Linked DNA regions of Ovis aries: region 1 is linked to region 2. A link is a contact called in public Hi-C data. All regions are on one chromosome and are shown on one strand. Each heading gives the region's core, a stretch centred on a gene start, on an enhancer-like site or on the middle of the called end of the contact. The rest is flanking DNA. Distances are from core to core; before and after follow the strand shown. Region 1 holds the start of TBC1D9B (TBC1 domain family member 9B). Region 2 holds the start of RNF130 (ring finger protein 130).

Region 1 (7,284 bases), core at 4,454-6,953, 190 kb before region 2:
TGTCATCTCCTCTGGCCCATCCTATAAAGTGAAAATAACTGTACCTGTCTCTGAGGTGCTCTAAGAATCAAAAAGATAACTCATAAAAAGTTCTGGAAAAACAGAAATAGTACTTAAAATTTAAAGGGTAAAAGTCCTTTAATGGCAAGCTAAGGAGTCAAGATTCAGTGGGAGGCGTCAGGAGGGGTCTGTCTTTGGAGAGCTGAAGAGCCATGTGGGCAAAAACAGAGCGGCACAGGCAGGTGAGCACAGGGGCCTGGCCGGGCAGGAGCTCCCCAGTGCAGCGCACCCCTCCCCGGGGGCTTCCCACAGGCCCCCAGAGCAACCGCACGCCTCTCTTCCCGCAGAGATGCGGCTCGCACTGCCACTGCCCCCCTCCATGCACTCTCTGCGAAGGAGGACCCTGAGACACAGATGGGCGCCTCGAGGACCCATTTCAGCACGAAGCAGCTCCTCTTGGCCCAGGCACACATCAACTGTCCCGGGCGCCCCCACACAGGCAGCCGCGGGCTCCTGCAAGCGCCCCACTCAGGGTGCCCTGTACCCAATCCCAGCCCCCGTAGCTGCAGTCCAGCTGCGAACCCTCTCATCACCCCTTCTCGGGTCTCCAAGGAAAAACTTACCCTGAGGAGCAGTGACACGGGCTGCGAGCACAGAGAGGCGTGCAGCATGGGACACAGGTGCTCTGGGTCTGATCTAGGCTTCTGTGGGACTTTGGGCAAGTTTATTAACCCCTCTGGGCACAGTTTCCCCATCTTTAAAATAGGGAAACCAACGTTCTCCCTTCTGGAGTTGTTGGGAGGTTCACATAACTGGCAGGCAGGCAGTGCTGTCTGAGAGCCAGCTATGACTGCTGTTCTATCCCAGGGACCTCAGCCAGGCTGGTTCCACTGAAAGGGGACTTCCTCCTGGATTCTCAGGAGAGTGGCTGTTTCCACTTAGGACAACTATAGGTGATTCTCATTATTCACAGTGGTTATGTTCTACAAAGTTTCCTAGAACACTGAATTTGCTGATACTGTTCCCAGGGGAGCTACAGGGCTAAGTTCCTACAAGCTTCCGGTCGTGACATTTTCATCAACTGATCCAAATACTACTTTGTCTTATGTTTTTCTGCTTAAAGCCATCTTATCTAATACATACTTTTAATACCCTAGGACTGAACTCATAGCCAGGGGCACTGTAAGTCACGCCTGAAGGAAGCTCCTCTAACTCATATTTTCTCTGTAAGGCACATCGCAGCTTCTTGCCCTTAAAAGCACCGCATGCCACGTAGCACTTTAGCATTATACCTGGGCCATTTTAAACAGCAGAGTCATCAACAGGTAACACAGAAACGTGAAGAGCACGGAGCTTAGATTTCTAAAAGGAGACGTGCTCATGGTTTGACTGCTGAAACAAGAAGGAAGAGAGGCGGCTTGCTCCACCTCAGCGGGGAGCCTGCGTGTCTGGTGATTCACATACTTCACTGCTCTGCACACACATACTTCCACAGATGTCCAAAATCACCACAAGTATTGATTTTTGGGTTTACAGATAACTTTTACTGAGTAGGTGCATTAAAAAATTATGTAGTACATGAAAAATGATCAACTGTATCATCTTGTGAAAAGGTTAGCAGAACATGGACACTGCCCAAGGCCAAGCCCTTGGAAAGGCACAGGGCTTCGTGACACTCACCTCCACCTGCCCTGCATCCGTGCATAGCCATGTTGCCTTCCTAAGGTGGATGCTGGCCTGGCCTGTGCTGTCTGAATAAAGGGCAGCACCAGATTCTCAGTAGGCGGAGTCCCTCCCTCTCTGGGTCAGGCCCTGCCCAGCACCCCTGGTGATTCAAGGCACCTACCGCACGCCACTGTCCAGTAGACCTGCGAGTCCTGGGTCTGGTGGAGGATGCGGTAAGGGGCCACCCGGGCGCTGGAGTCCAGCACCACATCCAGGGTGCCCACAAGAAGACCTGGCAACAGGGCAGAGAGAGGGGAGGGTGAGGGAGGGCTGTGCTGGGAGCTGAGCTTGGCTGGAGGCAGCCACAGGGAGAGCACTGCCCCGCAGCCCCAGCCCAGAGCGTGAAACATCGTGCGTCATGAGTCCATTACATTACTTCTTTTTCCTCAAAGGCCTTCAGCCAGTTTCTGATCCCTATCAAAAAATCCCCTACTTATTCCTGTTTATCCTCCTGACTCAGAAACACCTGCAGGCAGGGGCTGATTCAAGTTTTACAGGGCTCAAAGCTCACGTAATCCAGGAGGCCCTCTTCAAGAAAAACGCAAAATCAGATTTGAAAACTAGCATTTGTCAGAATGAGGAAGTACAACAAACCAAAACAACAAGGACTTCCCTGGTGGTCTGGTGGCTAAGACTTTACACTCCCAAAGCAGGGGTCTAGGTTCGGGGCCTGGGCAGGAAACCAGATTCCACATGTTGCAACTAAGACTCAGCACAACCAAACAAATAAATATTAAACAAAACAATACCACAAATATCACAAAATCCAGAAAAACAATGTGATTATTAACTGCCAGATACATTTCTTATGACATGTCTCTCTGACATTTCTGGCTGTATACTTTGATGTCTTTTTCATAAGACAATGATATTTAACATCATTTTCCACATCAACAACAGGAAGATAATGTAGCCTCAAAAGTCATGATGAAAAATAACAGGCAAATTTTTAGTACTGGCCAAATTGTCCCATTTTTTTTTTCCATCTCTGAAGCATTTTAGGACATTTCGTTTTCCTTCTCATCACAATGTCATCAACATTTGTCAACATCACTATTTCCCCAATAAATCAGAGGAAATGTTTACATTTTGCAACTATTTGATTTATTCTTCATTAATTGAATTATTCAGCTAAATGAAAGCCTGTCCATTGTTCATATTTGAGGTTTGCTTATTGTTTATTTTTGGCTGCGCTGGGGCTTCATTGCTCTGTGTGGGCTACTCTCTAGCAGCTTCTCGGTGTGGCGATTTCTCCCGTTGCAGAGCGCAGGCTCTAGGATATGGACTCAGTTGCTCCATGGACTCTTCCTGGAGCAGGGGGGCATAGAACATGCATCCCCTGCATTTGCAGGCTGATTCTTTTTTGTTGCTCTTAAGGAATATTGGACCTATAGTTTTCCTTTTTTAAAAACTAACTTTGTTTCCTTTTGGCTGTGCTGGGCCTTTGTTGCCTGTCTCTAGCTGTGGTGAGTGGGCGCTGCTCTCCAGTTGTGCGGCAGCGACTTCTTGCTGCAGTGGCATCTCCTGTTCCAGAGCCCAGGCTCTAGGGCACACGGGCTTCAGCAGTCACGACACACAGGCTCAGGGGCTGCGACCTGCAGGCTCCAGAGCCCAGGCTCGACAGCTGCTCTGTAGCATGCGGGATCTTCCCGGGTCAGGGATTAAACCTGGGTCTCCTGCACTGGCAGGCAGATTCCTTACCACTGAGTCACCAGGGGAACCCCAGCAGGTGGATTCTTAACCTCTGAACTACCACGGAAGTCTCTGTTTTTTCCTTTTAATAAAATGCTGTTTTTGGTATGCTCTGAAAATATTTTGTGACCATTTTTGTATTGATACCAGAATAATTACTATTGACTTTATTGCTTGACTTTAACACTTGTTTCATATTCCATTTTAATCTGCTTTTTCACCCTGCAGTCTAACAAAACAATCAGTTACAAAAGAAGGTAATTTTCACATACATCCAAGTCAGGAGTCTGTAATGTTTATTTTACTGAAATGTTCTAAAATGCCTCTGTAAATTGCAGTTTAAGTGGCATATTCAAGCCTTTTCAGTGTTTGGAATAAACTTGTTATAACTGTTCATGTTGAGGTTTCTCTTCTGGTCTCAGAAATTTTAATTCCTATATCGTTGGCATATCTATATTGCAAGACTTGAAATATAATGGCAGACCATGTCATCACAGTCATCAACGAAGAATCTAGGTTGGCATCTGTCTTAAGACAGATCGAATAAAACCACATTGTGAACTGTTTCTCCTGCAAGAAGAGTGTGTTCAGGAAACCATAAAGTCCATCATGGCACAGAGAAGGCCACAGCAAAGGCCACGGCAGAACTGACCAAACATAGCTAAAGCAGAGAGTTCAAGGCATGGTCCCCAGGGGAGAACTGGAAAGCCTGCTTCGGGGGACATGGAGAGATGAGGGTGGTAGAAAGGCCTTCTCTGCACAGGAAGGCAGAGCACAGAGGGACCCAGGCTCGCACTGGGACGACCTGTGGAAACGCAGAGCAAGAGCAAGCCCTGAGACTGAAACATGGGTATGCTGATATACCTGAAGGTACCGGGCACCTGAGCATTCAATTTCTACACAGGCTTCGAGGCGGACCACCGGTCAGTCTCTCCAGAGGGGCTGCTGTCTAACCTCCACTGAACAGCCTAGTCCAGGATGCAGGTCTGGCACTGGCTCCCGCCATTCCAGAGGCCTCTGGGAGGGGGCTCAAGGCACTGAAGACAACAGTCTTCCTGGTAACCTCACACACTTCCAGGTCAGGAGGTGGCCCAGGAGAGGCTGAAGGAAGCGTTCTCCCGTGGAAAGCCTCCGTCTGCACCTGACAGGGCTATATTAGCTGCTAATATTTAACATTAGGACATTTCACAGAAAATTCTCTTGATAATTAGAAGACCCGGCAACACTGGGCCCGAGGTCCTCAATGGCAGCAATGGGCCGCCAGGGGAGCACGGGCACTGGTCTGGCTAAGACTGATCCAGGTCTGCTGCGGCAGTGCCTGGACTGTGGACAACACCTGTAGAAGGGGTGCCCAGGGGACATCCCCGGGAACCCAAATGCCACACACCCCAGGAGAGACAGTCCTGCGTAGTGCCCAGACAGACGGGCAAAGAGGCACCCTGCCTAGGTCATCAGAACACATATATCGGTGATCCAGCTAAGCCTCGTTCTGCAGGTCCAACGCACCAAGAAGCGGGAAAGACGGAGGAGGAGAAGCTGGAGAGATGGAAGCTGAGTCAGGCAGCAGCTGGGAGGAACTCTGATCTCACTAAAAAGGCAATTCTTCGCTGAGCGGGGAAAGGAGGAGGAGAAGGAAAGGAATGCTTGTGTCCCTCGGCCCCTCCTGGGAGGCCCTGGGGGAAGCAGAGGCCCAGGAGATCCCGCGAACTCTCCGCCGTGAGACCCGTGCCGGGCAGCTGCACAAGCCTCCGCGGAGCCCCGGGAAGGTCCCGGGCGCCGAATCCGGCAGGGGCCGCCGCCAGCCTTCTTCTGGCCTCCCCGCTCGGCCGCAGGCTCCCCGGCCGCCCCCTGACGCGAGCGCAGATGTCTTCCTCGAGGCCCCAGCCCGGTCCTTTCCCGGCGCCGCCCCGGCCGGCGCCCACCGCCCGCCCGCGGCCCGCTTCCCGGCCTCCCGCCCCGCTCCCGGCCCGGCCCCGCGCCGCCGGCCCCGCCGCGCGCCGACGTGCGCGTCCGCAGCGCCGCTCGGCGGCCCGGCCTGGCCGGCGGCCGGCCCTCGCTCGCCGGCGCTCCTTCCTCGCCCGCCCCGCGGCGGCGCCCACAGGCCCGGCCACCGCGCGCCTCTCACCCGTGAGGCCGCCGCCCTTGCCGTGGCCGCGGCGCCGCTGCAGCACGAAGAAGGGGTTGGCGCGCTCCGTCACCCACAGCGCGTTGGCCACCAGCACCTCCTCCGGGCCCAGCCACATCGCGGCGCCGCGCTCACCCGGCCGACGCGGGCCGGGCGGAAGCGCCGCCGCCGTAGCCGCCTCGCGGAGCCGAGCGGGCGGGGCGGGGCGCGCGGGCCGGCGGCGCCCCCTGGCGGCCGCCGGCGCAGCGGGGCCTCGGGGCTCGCGGCGCGTTCCGCTCTCCCCGCCCGCTCGCAGGACCTGTGAGCCCGGCCTTCTCCGCTTCCCTCTTGGCCTTCTGGCCGCAGGCCTTCGCGCGGCCGGCTCATCGAGGAGCGGGTTCAGCCCCGGGGCCAATGGCCTGTGGCCGGAATGGTTGAGTTCACAGGTAGCAGGGCGCCTGGCGTTTTGTAAAAACCTGTCCAGGGTTTGCAGGGAAAATGTAAAGGAATAGCCTTTGGAAATACATTTTTAGCTGACTGTTCAGAGCAAACCAGCGCCTGTTAACATTTGGAAAGGGTGGCTGGAAAAGTGTTAGTCTGTTGTGGTGACTCATGTTGACGCTTGGGCCTAAGACGAAGGGAACCTCAAGGAGTCCAGCACGGGTTGTTAGGAAGCCCTGAAGCCGGCGGGGTCCTCAGAAACCAGTGCAGTCCCCTCACTTGATGGATGGGGTCACTGAGGCTGGGTGGGCTTGGGGTCGGGGGCAGCACCTGGCCTGGGGCCCCAGAGGCTTGTGCACAAGCTTGGGTAGGCAGCAGAGGGAGGCTGGACATGTGGAGCTCTGCTATCCCAGTGCTTGCCTGTAGGGTGGACTGCCTCACAGTCCAGAAGACTCTTAAGAGTACCGGAGTGGGTTGCCATTGCCTTCTCCTTTGAGTGAAAGAGGGAACTGTTAATGTCGCCTGGGGCAATAGGCATGAATCAAGATTTGTTGTTTGGTCACTTAGTCACGTCCGACTCTTGCGACCCCACGGACAGTAGCCTTCCAGGCTCCTCTGTCCATGGGATTTTCCAGGCAAGGATACTGGAAAGTGAAAGTGGCTTAGTCCTGTCCAGCTCTTTGCTACCCCTTGAACTATATATAGTCCATGGAACTCTCCAGGCCAGAATACTGTAGTGGGTAGCCTTTCCCTTCTCCAGGGGAACCTTCCCAACCCAGGTCTACTCGCATTGCAGGCGGATTCTTTACCAGCTCAGCCACAGGGAAGCCCAAGACTACTGGAGTGGGTAGCCTATCCCTTCTCCAGCGGATCTTCCCGGTCTTCTTCTCTTCCCTTCTCCAGGATCTTCCCTTCCTGCCTTGCAAGCAGATTCTGTGGGTCTCCTGCCTTTAAGGCAGGAGAATCTGCCTGCAAGGCGAAAGACCCGGGTTGGATTCCCTGGGTCCGGATCTGCTGGAGAAGGGATAGGCTACCCACTCCAGTAGTCTTGGGCTTCCCTGTGGCTGAGCTGGTAAAGAATCCGCCTGCAATGCGAGTAGACCTGGGTTTGATCCCTGGGTTGGAAAGATTCCCCTGGAGAAGGGAAAGAATACTGGAGTGGGTAGCAATTCCCTTCTCCAGGGGCTCTTCCTGACCAGGGATCAAACCTACCTTTCCTTCTTTGGCATGGGGATCTTTATCGCTGAGCCACCAGGGCTAAACTGGATGGACTAGGCCGCCTGAGTCCTGCAGGAAGCCAGAGGGAAGGGGGCACTTTAGAA
Region 2 (7,242 bases), core at 1,267-3,766:
TACTTCGCCAGTAACATAAGGCTTAGGTACAGCACAACTGAAACCTCCCCACTGACGGAGGAACAAGACCAGCCTTTACCACCCATCAGTGTCCAATACCCTTCTATACAAACACCTAAAACAAGTTTTGCTTGGAATGACAGGCAAGAAACAAGTAGTTTCAGAACACAGATCACTTATCAGGCAAGTATCTAAAGTGAGGATCATGGTTTCGAGGTGCCTAGAGGAACCCAAAGACAAACCACAGATTTCAAAATACTGCACAGGGCCAGTTCTTGTTCCAGAACAGTTTGCCTTTCCCTCTTCCTCCCCTTCCACGTGACCCTCACAGATCTCAACCCCAGAAAACAGGCTACCATTGTCAGTGCCACAGTTTGGAAACATTTTGTGTCCCAAGCACAGTGACTGGCACAGAACAAGCAAGCAAATATTTACTGAATGAACCAAAGGCCAAAGTTGTTACTGTGGGCAAGGCAGGACCCTAACTGCCTTTTTCTTTAACAAAGTGGAGATGAGAAGTGCATACTAAGCAACTGATTACTGATGTAAAAATGAACGTTTGAAACGAAGGTGTAAACTGGGGAAAGGCTGGTGAAAGCCCTTCCTGATTCTTCTTCCCTAGCTGCTGCTGCTGCTGCAAGTCACTTCAGTCCTGTCCGACTCTGTGCGACCCCATAGACGGCAGCTCACCAGGCTCCCCCGTCCCTGGGATTCTCCAGGCAAGAACGCTGGAGTGGGTTGCCATTTCCTTCTCCATCTTCCCTATCTAGATTGCTTCAAAAAACAAAAAAAAACAAAAAAAACCCAAAAAACCACACAGCTTAGCATGTTCGCATTCAAACATGTATCTCAGAAGTGGCATGATGTTCTAATAGTTTAGAGTATAAAAACAAACACCTTATGTAGGTTGCCTAGTTTAGGTCATCTTAACATGAAAAGCAGCTTTAAAAAGTCCCCTCTCAGCACTGTCAGGGTGAGAGTGGGTAGAGATGGAGAAGATAGTAGACATTTTTCCATAAAGCCTGCTGTGGGCCAAAAACAAAATCATACTCCACAGTGTGGGAAAAGTTTCTTTCAAAACATTACCAGAAATTTGTACAAATATATGCTTTATACCAAATTATTAAAGAGCAAATGATAGGAAGACGTAAGATCAAGCCAAATGGCTTCAAAGACAACTCTCAAAAATTTTACCTATTTTCCCTCTGGCAGACTCTCACGACCTGAAGACTTGGCTACAGGTTCCAATTGGTATCGGATTCGTCGTAACGTCAGATGTTCAGGCGTCAAATTACAGTAAAGCTGGTGGGGCACAATAAGAGCCAAAAGCAACACCGAAGATGCCCATTTTCCTCCTCCACTCTCCTTCCACTTGTCACATAAGAAAAACGGCACGTTTTTACAGTAGAAAAGGGCCTCATCCTTCCAGATCAATACAGCGCAGTCTGTGATTTAGGGAAGGAACCTGTGCGGTTTCCGAAATACAGGTTGAGACTTCATCCATCATGAACTAGTTTTGCGCTCTTCCACCACCTCCTTTGTCTGAGCTGTCCCTGCAAACTCGCAGTTCAATGCCTTCCTGTAAACAAGCTAACTGAACCCAGGGGGGAAAAAGCCTTTTTAAAAAGAAGAGAAGAACCCAATACCGCGTCTGGAGCCTCATTGCCAGCAGCGAACGGGGCGGGGGAAGGACACGACGGGAACCTCGACCCTGGGGCCGCCCGCCGAGCGGCGCATCAATCCGGGCGGGGTGGGGGCGCCGCATCCGCCGCCTCCGCGCCCGGGCTGTGGCTCCTGGGGGATGAGGGCCGACCCTTCCCCCCTCCGCCGTCCACAGCTCCTCTTTTCCCTGCCAGGCACTCACCTCCATGGATAGGCAGCGGCGCCAGAACCTGGCCACGGACCTCGGCCTTGGGCGAGTCGAGTCCGTAGCGCCCGCGGTCGATGCGGAATGTAAGTGGGGCTCCGCGGCCGGGCTCCTGCACCGTCACGTTGATGAGCGCAGTGTAGTACTCCTGGCTCGCGTTGTCCGCCCGCGCCGGCCACAGGCTGCAGGTCAGCAGAGCGAACGCGGCGAGCCGGGCCGGGCCCGCCCGCGCCGCGCCGCTCATCGTCCCTCCGGCCGCCGCCGCTCGCGGACCGGGATCCCGGGCCGGCGCCGAGAGGAGGGGCGGGCGCGGCCGGCCCTGCAGCGCGAGCGCACGCGCGCGGCCTGTGCGCGGCCGGGCACGAGCGTAGCCCTCCTCGGCGCCGCGGCCCCGCCGCTCGCCGCCCTCACAGCCGCAGGGAGGCGCCCATGGGCGCTTCGGCGAGGACGGCGCGTCAGGGCTCGCGCGGTCGTCTCCTCTCGGTCCCTACGCGGCCGTGTCGGTGGGCCCACTCCATCCCCTGGCCCGGCCCCGCCGAGTGGGGGCGCCTCGTGAGGACGCGCCCGGCGGGGAAGACGCGCCCGAATGAAGGTCCCGGAGCAGCAACTCCTCAGCGCCCGGCAGCCGCCGCGGGCGCGCTCCCCCCCCGCCCCGCCCCCTGCCTGTGGAGTGGCACGGCGCAGGCCTGGGACTCAGCCCCGCCTCCCTGCGCATGCGTGCGAGCCCCTGTCGGCTCCCGCCCGCCGGCACGAGGGCCGTGCAAGCCCCCGTCGCTCGCGTGCCGCGTACCCGGCCATGTTTGTACGTCAGGCCTGATGCGCGTCTGGCTTGGAGCCTGGGGGCTTTCCAAGGGACTGTGGAAGAGTTTGAGATGAGGATACAGAAGAAAAATAGCTAAAACTTTAAAGTTATTTTAAAAATTAAATGTCTGTGGGATTTCAGCTGGTCACCTCCAAGTCATGGAATCAGCATCTCGGGAGAGGGTGGGGAACGCTTCTGTGCAATGAGTACGGGGGCTCACTAGCCCCGGATCTTTAAGGATATCTGGGTTATTCGGAAAGGACATCTACAGACTAGAAGAAATCTCCAGAGGCACTGGACAAGACAGGAATTGTGATGCTCCCTCCTTCCTCCACCGTCTTCCCCCAGCACACACACTACTCTCTCCACACACATACACACACACAGATACACACCCTGTGTCAGTCCGTGTCACTTAAGCTATGGACTTTTCTAAAGCATAAATGAAAGGGAAAGGGCGATTCTAGCTTCAGGTGCAGCTGAACTCAGGAGTTTATATGTTAGTGGGCAGTACACTCATCATTATGATGAAGTGGAGAGGAAGGGAAATTCCCAGGTGGCTCAGTGATAAAGACTGTGCCTGCCAGTGCAGGAGACACAGGAGATGCCCAGTCGATCCCTGAGTTGGGAAGATCCTGTAGGAGGAAATGGCAAGCCACTCCAGTATTATTGCCAGGAAAAGCCCATGCACGGAGGAGCCTGGAGGTCTACACTCTGTGGGCTCACAAAGAGTCAGACAAAACTGAGCAACTGAGCACGGGAAGGAAGGATGGTATCTACTAACTAGCCAAGCTTGGATCTCCTGCGTCCTACGGTGGAAAGGGGATGAAGTCAACCTTGCACAACCAAAAGTACTGAGAATCAGAGAGAGAGGCTACTTCTGAAAGGAAAGATGAGCTGCTGTTTCCAGTGAAAGAGTATAGATGTAGTTCAGGCAAACACATCAGATGTCCACTGGTGCTGCCTTATCAACCTTCTTAACAAGTACTTCCTCCAGTTCCTTCCCTTCCATCCCCACCAGGTTTGTTTGTCTAGTACATGCTCTGTCTTGAGACTGCATTTTATTTACTTGCATACAGTAATTAACTGCAAGGAGATCAAACCAGTCAGTCCTAAAGGAAATCAACCTTGAATATTCATTGAAAGGACTGATGCTGAAGCTGAAGCTCCAATAATTTGGCCACTTGATGGGAAGAACTGACTCATTGGAAAAGATCTTGATGCTGGGAAAGATTGAAGCCAAAAGGAGAAGGCGGCAGCAGAGGACGAGATGGTTAGATGACATCACCGACTCAATGAATATGAATCTGAGCAAACTCCAGGAGATAGTGAAGGACAGGGAAGCCTGGTGTGCTTCAGTCCATGGGCTCAACAACAAATTAAGTGGCAAGATCCTAGGCCCTGTATTTAAAGAGACTCTCTCACAGCTGGACCCCTCTCATAAGGCAAGGAGTCCTTGGACTCAAAGTACTCCTGCTCAGGCACTGAGAGCCAGGATTCCCTTTCCAAACAGCCCTGGACCACTTAGGGCCGACATGGTAGAGCTCTTCTCTAGTGAGGGTTTTCTTACTCTGCTCCTGTCTTTTAACCTGCCCTGCCCTGCCCCTGCTTGAGAAACTCATGCCCCCTACTCACTTGTCCTTACAAAGGTCTTTCAAAGTGCAAGGTGCCTATGCTCCCTGGCACAAGAGATGATTATAGAGACCCAGAGACACCACCGTATTAAATCAGTTGGAGAGAAAGTGCATCTCTTTAAAGCTCTCTTTGGGCCCTTCTGAATTTGTCAAGGAGAAAGTTGGATCTAAAGTGCTTTTAACACTTCTCTGGCACTTGGTAATCCCTCTTTCAAACAAAGTGGGATTAGGTCTTTGTGCACAACCATAGCAGGCACCAGCATCTAGAACAATATTAAAACAACCTGCATTTGGGGTGTAATTGTCTGTAATTTAATGGAAACCTTTCTGTTAAGGCAAGAGGTTTTTCATTAAAAAAATAATTTATTTTAACTTGAGGCTAATTAAAATATTGTAGTGGTTTTTGCCATACATTGACATGAATCAGCTATGGGTGTACATGTGTCCCCCATCCTGAACACCCCTCCCACCTCCTTCCCCATCCCATCCCTCAGGGTCATCCGAGTGCACCGGCCCTGAGCATCTTGTCTCATGCATTGAACCTGCACTGGTGATCTATTTCATATATGGTAATATACATGTTTAAATACTGTTCTCTCAAATCATCCCACCCTCGCCTTTTCCCATGGAGTCCAAAAGTCTGTTCTTTATCTCTGTGTCTTTTTTGCTGTCTCGCTTATTGGGGTCATTGTGATCATTTTTCTAAATTCCATATGTATGCATTAATATACTGTATTGGTGTTTCTCTTTCTGACCTACTTCACTCTGTATAATAGGCTTCAGTTTCATCCACCTCATTAGAACTGATTCAAATGCATTCTTTTTATAACTGAGTAATATTTCATTGTGTATATGTACCACAGCTTTCTTATCCATTCGTCTGCTGATGGACATCTAGGTTGCTTCCATGTCCTGGCTATTGTAAATAGTGCTGCGATGAACACTGGGGTACACGTGTCTCTTTCAATTCTGGTTTCCTCAGTGTGTATGCCCATCATTGGGATTGCTGGGTCATATGGCAGTTCTGTTTTCAGTTTTTTAAGGAATCTCCACACTGTTCTTCATAGTGGCTGTACTAGTTTGCTTTCCCACCAACAGTGTAAGAAGGTTCCCTTTTTTCCACACCCTCTCCAGCAGTTATTGTTTGTAGACTTTTTGATAGCAGCCATTCTGACTGGCGTGAGATGGTACCTCATTGTGGTTTTGATTTGCATTTCTCTGATAATGAGTGATGTTGAGCATCTTTTCATGTGTTTGTTAGCCACCTGTATGTCTTCTTTGGAGAAATGTCTATTTAGTTCTTTGGCCCATTTTTTTATTGGGTCATTTATTTTTTGGTATTGAGCTACATGAGCTGCTTGTATATTTTTGAGATTTAATTATTTGTAAGTTGCTTCATTTGCCATTGTTTCCTCCCATTCTGAAGGCTGTCTTTTCACCTTCCTCATAGTTTCCTTCATAGTGCAAAAATTTTAAGTTTAATTAGGTCCCATTTGTTTATTTTTGCTTTCATTTCCATTACTCTGGGAGGTGGGTCATAGAGGATCCTGCTGTGATTTATGTCAGAGAGTGTTTTGCCTGTGTTTTCCTCCAGAAGTTTTATAGTTTCTGGCCTTACATGTAGAACTTTAATCCATTTTGAGTTTATTTTTGTGTATGGTGTTAGAAAGTGTTCTAGTTTCATTCTTTTACAAGTGGTTGACCAGTTTTTCCAGCTGCTGCTGCTAAGTCACTTCAGTAGTGTCCAACTCTGTGTGACCCCATAGACAGCAGCCCATGAGGCTCCCCCGTCCCTGGGATTCTCCAGGCAAGAACACTGGAGTGGTTTGCCATTTCCTTCTCCAATGCATGAGAGTGAAGAGTGAAAAGTGAAAGTGAAGTCGCTCAGTCGTGTCCAACCCTCAGCAACCCCGTGGACTGCAGCCTTCCAGGCTCCATCCATGGGATTTCCCAGGTAAGAGTACTGGAGTGGGGTGCCATTGCCTTCTCTGAGTTTTCCCAGCACCACTGTTAAAGAGATTGTCTTTTCTCAATTCTATATTTTTGCCTCCTTTGTCAAAGATAAGATGTCCATAGGTGTGTGGATTTGTCTCTGGGCTTTCTGTTTTGTTCCATTGATCTGTATTTTTGTCTTTGTGCCAGTACCATGCTGTCTTGATGACTGTAGCTTTGTAGTGTAGTCTGAAGTCAGGCAGGTTGATTCCTCCAGTTCCAGTCTTCTTTCTAAAGGTTGCTTTGGCTATTTGAGGTTTTTGGTAATTCCATACAAATTGTGAAATTATTTGTTCTAGTTCTGTGACAAATACTGTTGGTAGCTTGATAGGGATTGCATTGAATCTATAGATTGCTTTGGGTAGTTTACTTATTTTCACTATATTGATTCTTCTGATCCATGAACATGGTATATTTCTCCACCTATTTGTGTCATCTTTGATTTCTTTCATCAGTGTTTTATAGTTTTCTATATATAGTTCTTTTTTTTCTTTAGGTAGATTTATTCCTAAGTATTTTACTCTTTTTGTTGCAATGGTGAATGGAATTGTTTCCTTAATTTCTCTTTCTGTTTTCTCGTTGTTAGTGTATAGGAATGCAAGGGATTTCTGTGTGTTAATTTTATATCCTGCAACTTTACTATATTCATTGATTAGCTATAGTAATTTTCTGGTGGTATCTTTAGGGTTTTCTATATAGAGGATCATGTCATCTGCAAACAGTGAGAGGTTTACTTCTTCTTTTCCAATGTGGATTCATTTTATTCCTTTTTCTTCTATGATTGCTGTGGCTGAAACTTCCAAAACTAAGTTGAATAGTAGTGGTGAGAATGGGCACCCTTGCCTTGTTTCTGACTTTAGGGGAAATGCTTTCAATTTTTCACCATTGAGGATAATGTTTGCTGTGGGTTTATTGTATATGGCTTATATTATGTTGAGTTATGTTCC

What was found. Hi-C and Micro-C count contacts between places; a contact is called where the count stands out from the background.
Region 1: a Hi-C map of liver shows a contact between it and region 2, with 3 times the contacts expected there. The contact joins the promoter of TBC1D9B here to the promoter of RNF130 in region 2. A contact is called at or near these places in 2 of 16 Hi-C or Micro-C datasets (hypothalamus and liver).

Annotation. Positions count from the first base shown.
Region 1 is chr5:1,135,749-1,143,032 of ARS-UI_Ramb_v3.0, reverse strand. It overlaps TBC1D9B (TBC1 domain family member 9B), which reads right to left and starts at 5,703. Exons shown (of 22, transcript XM_042250852.2): 1 at 5,543-5,703; 2 at 1,847-1,957. The coding sequence starts at 5,660.
Region 2 is chr5:944,707-951,948 of ARS-UI_Ramb_v3.0, reverse strand. It overlaps RNF130 (ring finger protein 130), which reads right to left and starts at 2,516. Exons shown (of 8, transcript XM_042250853.1): 1 at 1,865-2,516. The coding sequence starts at 2,111. It overlaps LOC121819715 (small ribosomal subunit protein eS6-like), which reads left to right. Exons shown (of 1, transcript XM_042250857.2): 1 at 1-951.